Regions from separate parts of the Mus musculus genome. Here region 2 is linked to region 1. Evidence: chromatin contacts called from public HiChIP or PLAC-seq data. All regions are on one chromosome and are shown on one strand. The core of a region is the stretch at or near the end of the contact, and the rest is flanking DNA. Distances in the headings are between cores, read along the strand shown. Region 1 overlaps Masp1 (mannan-binding lectin serine peptidase 1). Region 2 holds the start of Sst (somatostatin).

Evidence for each region. HiChIP or PLAC-seq counts read pairs in DNA pulled down with a chosen protein or histone mark.
Region 2: an H3K4me3 HiChIP or PLAC-seq map of embryonic basal ganglia shows a contact between it and region 1, with 3 times the contacts expected there. The contact joins the promoter of Sst here to the enhancer-like site in region 1. A contact is called at or near these places in 15 of 39 promoter capture datasets (the 3T3-L1 cell line, the C10 cell line, the HPC-7 cell line and 10 more), 3 of 15 datasets of contacts at CTCF or cohesin (the NIH/3T3 cell line and large pre-B cells), 6 of 484 Hi-C or Micro-C datasets (the N1E-115 cell line, Sertoli cells, bone marrow-derived macrophages and 3 more), 21 of 115 datasets of contacts at active chromatin or transcription factors (the 230-238 cell line, the NIH/3T3 cell line, SST interneurons and 15 more) and 2 of 9 other capture datasets (adipose tissue and embryonic stem cells).

The regions. Positions count from the first base shown.
Region 1 is chr16:23,500,612-23,506,986 of GRCm38.p6, reverse strand. All of the region lies in intron 2 of Masp1 (mannan-binding lectin serine peptidase 1), which reads left to right. Among named protein-coding and RNA genes, the nearest start is that of Masp1, 17 kb to the left of the region's middle. RefSeq lists an enhancer at 1-4,179. Within about 2 kb of position 2,641, at least 32 of the 459 cell types and tissues checked have an H3K27ac peak or open chromatin away from gene starts, as enhancers often do. A contact at or near this core is called in Sertoli cells, embryonic basal ganglia, embryonic forebrain and 2 more, where this site is marked.
Region 2 is chr16:23,888,410-23,894,784 of GRCm38.p6, reverse strand. Sst (somatostatin) reads left to right here and starts at 3,941. Exons shown (of 2, transcript NM_009215.1): 1 at 3,941-4,178; 2 at 4,844-5,204. The coding sequence starts at 4,041. The coding sequence ends at 5,056.

The sequences.
Region 1 (6,375 bases), core at 1,392-3,891:
TCGGTGCCTGGTCTTTGCATGCATAAGATGTGGTTCTGTTTCCCTCTCAGGTCGGTTCTAGTCTGGAAAGGGCCTAGGTCTGTCTCTTGGCCGTGTATTTCTAAGGCAACAGTTTACCTGTTATGGTATTCTAGTGAAATTTATAAAATGGCATCGAGGGATTTGGGGGCTCCTGTTTTGTCCAGATTCTGTTAAATAACTTTCTCTTTTATCCTGACCTTGACAGGACAATCCTTTTAAGAGACAATAAGGAATGAATTCTGTGGTACAAAGGCTAGGAGGTGCTCAGCTGATAGGTTTGTGGTGCATATGCATCCCAGATCATTCCTACTAGACTGCCAGCCCCAGGAGTTCAAGATTGTGTCTCTGTTTTCACTAGTAGCAGGCAGTGTCCTGGGTAGGACAGAAAAAGGCACAAGCCTCCAGGCAGCTGTGCCTAGGAAAGAACACTATCCTAGAGACCACCCACTGGCTCAGGATAAGACCTTGGGCAAGTCACCAGTGCCTTCTGGGTGTAGCTTTCTCAGTAAGGGAAGCATATCCTCTCTGGCTTTGCCATATCCTTACCGTTTCCGAAGCTCTGAGACCCAGTCCGGTGCCTTTTTCCCTAAGTCACATAGGTCAGTCTGCATCCTGCTGCATAATTAAGATAGAAGTTCTCTGACCTCGACTGCTGATTTCATTACAGCTCTCTGTTTACTTAAAATATGCCCATGACCTTCAGGCCGTGCTGACCCCAGCGACTTCGGTGGCTCTGCTCATTCTCTGAGAGCGGACAGGAGGCCGTAGCCTCAGAAGGAAATGAAAAATGGATGAAGGAAGGTTTCTCTTGAGTGATAATTGTAGTCTGGGCATGATTCTTCCCACTGGGGTGCTGGGCCCCAAACACCAATGCCTGCTAACAGAAGAGAACTGGGAAGTGAAAATGAGCTGCAGAAAGTGTGACCAGATCTTATTTTAAGCAGGAAATGCAAACAGCACAGGCTCTGGGTGGTGAGAAGAAACAGAAGGAAGAGCCTCAGGCTTGATCCAGGAAAGCAAGCGAAGGTGGATGGACCCGTGTGAGATAGATGCTTTCTCTGGGGCACGGTGGACAGGGTGCACATCCATGTTCTTGTGTGTCCACAGGAAACTGCCTGTTGAAAAGGTAGAACTTAAACTTTCCTTAGAGCAGAAGAGAAAAAGCGGGAAAAGGTGTTCAATCAGGGAATGCTGTGCAGCTACAATTTTAAGGTACTGGGTCAAGACTCCTGTATTTTACCTATTGAGTAATGAGCAGATGAGCAAAGAAACAAAATAGAGGCAGAATAGGGGTAGTGTGGAAATATGGCAGGCAGGGAAGACTCGTTACGAAGGGACTATTTGAGCAAAGATAAGAAAGATCTTAGTCTTGTGTTTCCTGGAGAGAAAGCATCCCACGAAGAGGGAACAGACAGCACAAAGACCCAGGAAGGGAAATGTGTGCTGTGTATGAAGAAGGAGTTAGAAATGGGGCATGGAAAGAAGGTACAGATAAGACCAGGGAGGAAGGCAAGGGAATAGGGCCCCTGCAAGATGCTGTGGGGGGATGAGACCAGAGAGGAAGGCAAGGGAATAGGGCCCCTGCACAAAGCTGTGGGGGATGAGAGTACTTGGACAGCTGCTTCTACACCTGATTCTCCTTTGCCCTGACTCTTGGAGAACAATATTAACATCCAGATTGTATATTCTGGAAATCTGAGGCCTAGGGACAAGGATATGTGTGTGCATTTGTAAATGAAGGAAAGCAGCAGGCATGGGAGGGAGGGAAAAGAGATGGATCTTGGCACATCATTCCCCTTTTGAATACAAAAGACATGAAGACCCCAGAAACAATGGTGGAACAATGTGAAAATAAGTGGGAAATGATGAGTTTTCATAGAATTTATTTATTTATAATATGGTTTGCTTAATTGTCATTTTGGGGGAACTTAACAATTAAAGATGGTTGTGTGACTGCTTAACAATTTGAGCACAATTCTAGAGAAGCTGACAGTTGGCTCTTGTAAGCTAATAGGCTTTTCCGGATTTACAGCACAACATGGCAGAATTAAAGTAGCAAGAATAAGTGACAATGCCCGTGGATCTGCATTTCCAGTCCCCATGAAGGATTCCTATGTAAGGGTTGGAGGGAATAAACAGAATTGGTTGGGATAGGGTTCCGAGCTGTGGCAGTGAACACAATGGCTCATACATTCCTGCACACTGTTAGGGATGTTACTCAAAGCGCGGTTGATCCCTGCCTCCCCCAGTCCAGACAGGGACTTACCTTGAGCCTTGCAGCCTGTGCTATCAAACACAACCATCCTTTGTTTTATCCCATCCCCAAGCTATTTTCCTACACTGAGCTGTGGGGCCCCAGACTCCCTACACTAAAGGGATTTGCATATGAATGAGCAAGCAGCCCCCAATCCTGGAAGAGGTGGGATGCAGGATTCTGAGCCTGTTCACAAGCTAGAGGGATTGTAAATCCATCCTGGTTCTCCTCCCCAGCTACAGTACCAGAAGCCTCCTTGCTGCCCCACTGCAGCCTCCTCTAGCTTAGATGTGGGGCTCTGCTGGCTCCCACCTGCGGGATGCCTAGATGCCATTTCCCAGGCTCTGGGCCAGGCCCCTCCCCTGCTGGTCCTTTCTTCTCTCCTTGCACATGCTGATCTCTTTAGTTCCCCATCCTTCCTGGCACCAGTAGCAGCTACAGACTCTCAGGACCTAGGAGCTCTTTCTCAGGCCCCCTCATTCTTTATGGTGTCTGCCCTTTACACAGAGACAGGACCTTCTTGTGGTATTGTCAAGCTCCGTTAAAAGGTTTTACTGTGGTTAGCTGAAAAAAAGAAAGTAAGATAAGACCACTATCCTGGGGAGAGCAGTACACCTGGGCCATTATGATATAACTTAAAACCAGACTCAGTTTCCCCACCTAGGAAATAAAAAGTGTTCACTTCAACTATCTTTTTCAACTCAGCATTGATGTAATTGCCTGGATCTAGTTATTTGACCAGAGTTGGAAGTCAAGACATGTAAATTTTATCAGGTTTCCTACATAGGCAGTGTAGCCTTTGCAGAATTCATATGACCTCTCTCCCCTTGAAACTGTGATGTCTCTGTGAGTTGCACTCATTCCATGCTCATGATTAAAAACAAGTAAACCAGAGCTTTAAAAATGTTGCACAGGAATAAAGATGAGTCATCGTCTTATTTATTTGTTTTTATTTAGAAAGCTGTTAATTTGTTGAGAAAATGTTGTCTCACTCTGTAGCTCTCTCATCCTGGAACTCACCATATGACGCCTGGCCTGGAATTCACAGAGATCTGCCTTCATGAGCAGCCATTCCTGGCTGTTGATCACATGGTGTAGGCCAGGACTAACGCACTGAAACCCTCACCCCACCCCAGCACAGCTATCTGAAGTCAACTGAAATCTTCCATCTTCTGGCTCTTTGATTTCACGGGGCTGGCTTTCAAGAGCCTTTTAAAGATTGCTCAGTGCCAGTGCACTCCGTTCTCTCTTGGGTTCTTGTCTGGTGTCTGGTACACTTAATTTGCTTCCACCCATGCTCTTTAACTGGAATGTGAAGCCACTTGCTAGAGTAGCAAGACAGGAGCATCATCCACTGGCCTGGCCCCTGCAGATGAATGTGGTTCCCTTCTTATCAAATGTCCCATTATACTTTTGTGTCCATTTGGATTCATATATACTCGGCCTATGAAGGGAAATACATTAAATATTTGTCATTCATGTCTGGCTTATTAGGTCAATGAATCTTTAAGCCCAAGTTTCCTTTTAAGTCTAAAAGCAAAGAAGAATTACTGTAGTTTGACACTAATTCCTTCTACTTTGTACTCTCATTATGCATAGTCAGTGTATGTATGTATGTATGTATGCAACCAAGGTATAAGACCAAGGAATAACTTTGTAAATGTGATCTCCAATATTCTGATCAGTCTTGGAAGGTTCCAAGTTTCTTATTTCCTCTGATGCTTCTGTAGAGGTGATCATTTTTTTATGGTTAAGGGTCTAGACAAGGCTAAAGATAACTTTAAGATGACTTGGGTGACTTTAAGACTCCAAGAATCTATTCAATTATCATACTCGAGATGTCCACTCCCAAATGTCAGACTTATCATTGTCCCCAAACACTCCTTTAACAGCCTTGTCCCCACAAGTTCTCTTTCACTGTGTAATAAACCACTCCAGCTGCTCATAAATAGCATCATTCCATCTGTTCAAAATTCTGTGGTCAGGAATTTGAGTGGAATGGTCCTTCCCTGGACTAGCTTAGAGTCAGAGGTTCACTGAAGTTCAAATGTACAAAATGATCTCACATACCCACGTGGTGGTTAAATGATGAGTGTCAACTAGATGTTCTAGAAGTCTCATGTAGAAGAGGCATCTCTACCCTACATCACTTTGATGCTTCAAAGGGCCTCCTTAGGCTTCTTCTCGTGGTAACTTCAGAGTAGGATCACACATGTAAAAAGAGTTGATTATTAACAAACAAACATATTATGCTGAGCAGTGGTGGTATATACCTTTAATCCCAGTACATGGAGGCAGAGGCAGGTGAGTCTTTGGAAGTTCAAGGCCAGGCTGGTTTACAGAGTGAGATCCAGGACAGCCAGGGCTACACAGAGAAGAAACTTTGTCTCAAAGAATAAAAACTAACCAAACAAACAAAAAAAACCAAAAACAAAAACAAACAAAAAAAAAAAGACTAACATTAAAAGAATAGCGTGCAGGCTATACTCAGAAACATGACTCCCTTCTAAGGACTACAGCAATGGGGGTTTCCTTGCTAAAAATTTCCTAAGAATATTTCCAGGTCTTTGCAAATTCTCTATTAGTGTGACACCAAATAGGCTCCCTAATGTTTACTAAGTTCACAGGAATTTCACTCTTGTTTCTAGTTCTAGTATTAGAGTCTGCACCCTGCTCCAAATATAGCCCAGGCAGATAGGAATTCACAGGGTGAAAAAAAACAATTAGCTGTAAACATCAGGGTTAGTAGGTATTGTGGCTAATCTGAGTTAATAAACTGTTTGTTGAAGACAGGTCTGGGTGCTGAAACATCACCGGAGAGCAGTGGAGGCTAAGAAAACACATCAGGTACCTAGGAGCATGGACCAAGGAGTCCTTTCCAAACTGCCTTAGCAGGGCTCCTTGCTAAACGTAGATTTTGCACACATGGGCTTAACAGAAACCTCGGGAGCTTTACTAAAGCTGTGACAAGCAATCAATAGCTACAAAACTGTGCAGTCTGAGTTTAGATAAGGCATATCCCTTCAAACATGCAATGTCCTTTTGTCAGCACAAGTCACCAGCTCAGTCCAGGAGCAGCAAAGTCAGGAGACAGAAGGCTCTGCATACAGGAATAGAAGAGCCAGTTGCAGGTACAATATATCACAGTCTCAGAACAAAATCACTCATGCCTTTTCCAAGCACTGAACACATTTCAAACCCTGTTGCCTAAGTGCATTGTGAGATCAGGCTCAAAGTTCAGGGTCCTGTGATCTAAACTGTGTCTATGTACAGATGCTCGCTCACAGTAGGGGCTTCTGTGCAGCTACTCTTTGCCATAGATCTCTGAACCTATGGGGAAAGTTACTTGGCTCACAATGCCCAGTGTCTGGTTCTCCTTGTGGTGTAAGACTAAAATGAACACGGCAAAACCCTCACTGAAGTGGGAAAAATAGAAATAGCACAGCAATCAGCTCTGTGTTGTCTGCTCAAGAACTTAGGGACGTTCCCTGGAGAGAGCCCGCCCTATGCTCTCTGTGGCTCTGGATGATCACCTGGGTTCTGCTTCTGGCTTCATAACTTCACCTTGAGAGACATCCTTTCCTTCTCCCAAGACAGAGCTCAAGTTAGCAGCCAGGAGCTCTCAACACACTTGAACCCAAGATTTCATCTCATTTCTCGTCATCTGTCTCATCATTTCTAGTTGAAGCTGGCACACCCCCCTTGATGGTTTCTTTTGAGCCTTCTAGATGTGAGAATATAGTTCTTTATAGAAAACAACAGCAAACAATGACAAGCAGAGTCGTTTTTCGAGTTGTCTTTTGTGCTTAGAAGAGCACTTCAGAGTCTGTAAGAGTCATATCTGACTTCTGGTTTGTGTGATAAGTTCCAGGCTGTCTCAAGTCCTTCAGAGCTCAACACACAGGTCATAACAACGCAGCTTTGACCTCACCCTTATCTTGCAGCTACTTTTTCTTTCTAGTGGAAGGAACAATTCCCAGGCCCAGTCCCGCCCTCTCTAAGTTATCACATTTCTGACAGCTTAGTGGATACTTGCTTCTTCTTAATAACTACGTAGTGCACAGCCAACAGAGCATGCCCACATGGAGTGCTCTGTGGGT
Region 2 (6,375 bases), core at 2,692-5,191, 390 kb before region 1:
GAGATCTCCTCCTATGCTCAGGCCCTAGCCATTTTGGAAGAGAGATTCCTCCTAGAAGCCTAAGGATGCCAGTCTTTTCTGGTTGCCTTAGATCAAGATGCAGAACTCTCAGCTCCTCCCTCCATCACCTTTTCTGCCCCCCCCCCCCATGCTGCCATGTTTCCTGCTATGATGATAATGGGTTAAACTTCTGAATCTGTAAGCCAGCCCCAGTTAAATGTTTGCCTTTATAAGAGTTGCCTTGGCCATGATGTCTCTTCACAGCAATAGAAAGCCTAACTGAGATACTTGTGAAATGTGAAAGCATTTTAGAGGAACAGAAATACTGCTTAACATGTGTGCATATGGGCACCAACACATTGCTAATAATCATCAAATAACTAAAGAAACATGCATATCAACTACAATCCCTGTTTCTGCAACTGCACATGTGTCCTTAGCTGGTATTTATGACTACCTTCCTCTACCAAACACTCTGTATTTTCTTCACTTTCAGACAGTACCTCAGCAGGTTTTGGTTCTTTTTCTGGAGGGGTGACCCATTCATTCCTGAAAGGTCCTTTCTCATCCTTCCTAGATTGGGTTGTCATAGTTTCCCATTGACTTTAATCAAACGACATGGTAACAAGAGACTCTGTTGGGAAACCCTGCATTACCAGACTGCCCTGAGCTCAGTGCAAAATGGCAGACTCCCTTTGTCAGGGGTTCTTCTTCTTTTATACCTGGTGGTATCCTGGACCCCACATCAACTACCTGAGCTTCCTGGAAAGCCTCTCCATACTAATGAGGTGTCTCAATGTCTTAGCCTTCAGCCAATGACCTTCGCCCACTCTGGATAGTCTCACTCCTTCTCCAAAAATATATAGCCATTGTTTCACCCCAAATAAAGAATATGCTTATAAGCCCTCTTTGAATAAAGAAATATGCACAAACTAAGATCATCTTAGAGAGCCACTTTATTGAAGATCATTTGAAAAGGCCTTCACCTAAAAGAGCTGTAACACTAAAATGCTCAGCGACAGTCCATACTCCTTTCCCCTCCCCCCAGCCAGTCCTGGATCCTGCTCATTCTGGACCAATGACCTCTTCTCTCCCAGTCTCTATCCATCACTCCTTCAAATACTATTCCTTCTGTAGGCTGTTATTACATCTGTAGGCTGTTGGCTTAAGGACATAAGAAGCCCACAGTGGCCAGGAATGAGTTTAGAGCATCTGCTTCAATGGAATTTTTGCTGTGTCTCCAGGCAGAAGCTCTGACCCCTCAGAAAACCAACCCCTTTAGGCCATCAGAACTTGAGGTTTTGGTTACTGCAAGCAAAAACTTTTGTAGCTCACTAGCAGTGATAGTGAGTGAAACCAAACCTCACTTCCACACCCTTGATGGTGTGACTTGTGAATCCTACCTATGGGATAAGTATGAAGCATTCTCCTTTGGCCATATTATTCCCTACATCAGGACCAGAGAAAAGCTCTTATGCTCTCAGGACCTCAGTCTCCTTCATTACATGTGCAATGTACTCTGAAATGTTAGTAGCTTACAGAGACTTTACAATAGGCCAGGTGATTGCTCGTGACCACCACCACAATCCACCCTCCCTCTCAGCCTTGAGACTTGAGACAGAGGCCCCTGTGGTTATTTGAAAGTGTTCAGACTAGAGCATTTGAGGCAATTTAATGCTAAACCATTCTTTGTGCTAAATTTGTTGTGGGGTATGGAAAAATTTGCACTGCCTCTTCATTTAAGTGAATCTTAGATCATAACAACCCAAGGATTATAAAAGCAAAGCAAATCCCAGGCGTCATCTCATCTACAGCCTCAGCACTTCAGGGGGAATGCGGGAGAATCAGCTCTTGCTCTGCTGTTCCCGAGTAGGTGCTCAAACTGCTTGAGCATCTCCAGCAGGAAGCAGCTGAGGAGAGGCAAGGCAGGAATGGGGAGAAGAGAGAGGAGCTCAGCCTAGAGGCAGAGCAAGCGCTGGTCATTGGCAGGCAAGGTGAGAAAGGAGGGGAAGTGTGAAGAAGCCAAGAAACAGCCAGATCAAACCAGAGGGAGGTCAGGAAGGAGCTGAGATGTAAGATTAAAACCAGAAATGAAGCTATGCATGGAGGGAGATGGTAGACAAGGATGGAGTGAGAAATACCTGACATAGAATGTTAGAGGAGTATAAGAGAAAGAGAGATGATTAGAGGTAGAGAGAATGGGTAAGATTGGACAAGGGCAGGCACAGAGCTCTGGGAAGGGAGGGAAGCAGAAAAGCAAGATGCCCACGCACTGCTTGTGTTTCTCCTTTGGTTTTCATTTTTCTATTTTGTGTGTCTGCCAAGGGCCAGGTTCCCCAGTAGGAGAGATAGGAGGTCCCTTGAAGATGCCACAGGACAGGTGACCGATGTGGCCTCTGAGACCCCAGCCTGAAGCCTGCAAAGATCTGAGTATGCACAGGGACAAGACTTATTTTTCTGGGTTTGGGTTCCATAGCTCTAGATTCACCGCTCTTACTGACTTTTCCAACACAGGAGCCAGTTTCAGTTTAATGCGTTGTTCTGTGCTCCCCCTGCCTGGAAGCTTTGGCACTTCTTACCCTCTCTGCCTTGGCTTACAGATACAAAAGGAAATGTTATCTCAAGCTGTTTCAAGATACTGACTAACCCCTCTTACCTGTCCACTTCGTTTTTTAGGTGCAAGTGTTGAGAATGGTGTCAGAATGCACCTAATTCATAGTGCGTGGTAGACATCAGCATTGTGCAAACCCTCTGCGTCACCTGACTTCTGAAGCTGTGCATTTAAAAAAACCTCTACTGTTGGCTTCTCTGACTACCCTAAGATGTTAGTCCTTGAATTGCCTGTGGAGATTACCTGTTCTATGCCAGGAATGGAGCTGGCATTTCCTTAATGAGCAGTTACTTTGAAAGCGGCAGCCTTAGCTGGCAACCAGATGCAAACACTCAATTTGATGAACTAATAGACTTCCTTAAACTCCCTCTGCAGTAGAAGAGAGGCCTAGACAGTCTGTTGATTCGTTACTCACATAGATATACAATGGCTACACACTGCCTTAATGTGTGCCCATCCTGGAGATTCCTAACCTAGCCGCTCAGGAATCTGTCAGAACACACACAGCAGTGCACAAGAACCCTGGCCTTAGAGTCTAGATGCCTCTGCTCTTCCAACTGTACAGAGAAATGATCTGCCAGTCCCTTAAGCTTTCTTGGTTCAAGTTCTGAGGCTTGTTAGATGATTTCTGAGACTGATTCCCAGGGCTGTTTCCAGGTGCCAAATGTAGGCTTTCTTTCTCCCCCTCCCTCCTGTGTGTGTGTGTGTGTGTCTGTCTGTCTGTCTATCTGTCTCTCCAGTGGTTTTCTTTTGTTAAAATATAAAGATAGGCCGCTTGGACAAAGTGAGGTTCCTTTACAGCTCAATTTCATCCCTTTTTTCCTACAAGGCTTTAAGAGATGGAGGGAGAGAATATAGTTCAGTCCTCTTAATTGCAAATTCATTCTGAGATTGTTTCCTAGACAGATCGCTCTAAGTCTCACTCGCCATACAAAAAGTTAAAGGTGAATGCAAGTCCAGTAATCTGGGTACATTGACAGGTACCCAACTGAGTGTGATGATGTATTGCTAACCAAGGACTGAGTGATCTCTGTGTAATTAAGTGTGCTCCTATGTGGCTGAAATATGGGAGCGGCATGTCAGCACTGAGTGAAGGTAAGATTGTTTGGTCTCTGTGGCATGGAGAATTTCATGTGCCTGCGTGGGTGCAGGCTTTCTTTTTCTTTTTTTTAAAAAAATAAACCACTTTAGATCGTGTCGCCTCCCCTCACTTCTGTGATTGATTTTGCGAGGCTAATGGTGCGTAAAAGCACTGGTGAGATCTGGGGGCGCCTCCTTGGCTGACGTCAGAGAGAGAGTTTAAAAAGGGGAGACCGTGGAGAGCTCCATAGCGGCTGAAGGAGACGCTACCGAAGCCGTCGCTGCTGCCTGAGGACCTGCGACTAGACTGACCCACCGCGCTCCAGCTTGGCTGCCTGAGGCAAGGAAGATGCTGTCCTGCCGTCTCCAGTGCGCCCTGGCTGCGCTCTGCATCGTCCTGGCTTTGGGCGGTGTCACCGGCGCGCCCTCGGACCCCAGACTCCGTCAGTTTCTGCAGAAGTCTCTGGCGGCTGCCACCGGGAAACAGGTAAGGACTGTCCCCCTTACGAATCCCCCAGCCTTCCTGCTGCAGCCCCTGCGACAGGTGTTTAGCGGGCGCTTCTCAGAGTCGCTCAGCCCCTAAGCTCCCAGGGAAACTTTTGAAGTTAGGGTCCCCTCTTACTCTTTTCAGAATTGATCAGCGCAGGTGGTCACCTTGCAGGTAAGTTCCTCCCTGGCTTTCAAGAAAATTCAGAAAGCAGGTAGGAGAGACTGGGCTCTATCCCTGGTGCTGGCAAGAGGGTTGCTGACCCCGGTGCTGAAACGCAATGTTTGTTCACAAAACGATTCTGGGGCAAGAGGCTCTTCAGTTTATGGGAAGGTTTGCTTTTACCTTTCAAAAAATCTGGCAAGAACTCAGCTCCACTTCATATCTCATCACAGGAAAATGGAGCTGCGCAAACTATTGGCATTCTATGTAGTTATAAACGACTTCTTAATCATCTGTGATTTCTCTGTGTTTTAAGGCAGAGCACTTTCTGAAAGACTTGCGTTTGGGGAAGCTTTTTTTCTCCTGCATAATCTAATGAATACATACAGCAATCACCCATATGATTGTGAAAACTGGGTTTTGAGTGATTAAATCTTACTTTCAAACCACATTTTCCCCCCTCTCCCATTCCTCCCTTTTGTTCTTCTCACTGCCCTATCCAGGAACTGGCCAAGTACTTCTTGGCAGAGCTGCTGTCCGAGCCCAACCAGACAGAGAATGATGCCCTGGAGCCCGAGGATTTGCCCCAGGCAGCTGAGCAGGACGAGATGAGGCTGGAGCTGCAGAGGTCTGCCAACTCGAACCCAGCAATGGCACCCCGGGAACGCAAAGCTGGCTGCAAGAACTTCTTCTGGAAGACATTCACATCCTGTTAGCTTTAATATTGTTGTCCTAGCCAGACCTCTGATCCCTCTCCCCCAAACCCCATATCTCTTCCTTAACTCCTGGCCCCCGATGCTCAACTTGACCCTGCATTAGAAATTGAAGACTGTAAATACAAAATAAAATTATGGTGAGATTATGAAGAGCAAGCGTTTGACTTCTTATTGAGTAAATTGTTTTGTTCAGAAATACATGATGAGCATGGGTTGTGGTTTCCGTAAACATATTTTAGGTGTACATACCCACATACACAAAGGTGTATTGAAAATTCCCTGCGGTAATAAAAGTTAGACTTTAAAAATGACTGTTCCTTTAAAACTTGAATAACTTTGAATGTCTATAAATTGAACCATGTATCCGAATGATGGCTATTGGGAACAGCTGCCATAAACATCCTTTGCATGTTAAAGACATTTGGGAATAGCTGTAGGATTACCAAAATGTGTTTTAGAATTTATGGGCAGTCAGGCTGAAGCGCTTAACACTGTACTATGCTGATTCACAAAACATAAAACATATTTAAAATGGAAAGAAAATAATCAAAAAAGTGGGAAAGAACTTGGTTTAAAGAGGTGAAACAAACTTTCAGCTTTTAAATTTTGTTTTGGTTTGGTTTTTTGTTTGTTTGTGAACATTTACCTCTAGAAACACCATTGGTTTTATATCTTCTTTGATGATTTCCTCTGTATCTTGGAAAAGACAAAAAGGCTGCCTCCATTGTAAAAGCACACTCCTTGTTTTCATAGGGGAGGTTATCCCCTTTGTTATAAAATTGAAGCATAGAAATTCTGGGTCACAAGAAACATGTGTGGGGGTCTCTGCCAGATGCTTCAGTGCACTGGAGGTATCGATGCCTGAAACCCTTCCCACAGAATCACTGGAGGAGACATCTCAAGCCTTTTAGGTTTTAGCAACATAGGAGTCAGGTAAAAAAGCAAAATCCCAACAATAAATGATCAATACATTACATCTATAATTATCATTAAACAGCATATTAAACGGGACTGATCAAGATGAAGATTAAGATATTGCTAACTTAACTCATAGAGCACTGGAATAGACATCTCTAGGGAACATGTGTTTTATCTCTCAGTGGTTGGTATAACAAACCAAATAAAAATTGAGTATAAAAAGAATAGTAAAAATTTACTAAAGGAACAAATAAAGACCAAAGAAGAACTTCACGTTTTTTAGGAAATATTTGTGCCTAATAAAGCACATTTTAAATAAGAATGTGGTTTTGTGGATGCTAATTCCTGAGAAGCTGATGAAAAAGATGGGAGAGTACCCATCCGTCTGTTGTATTAATCTC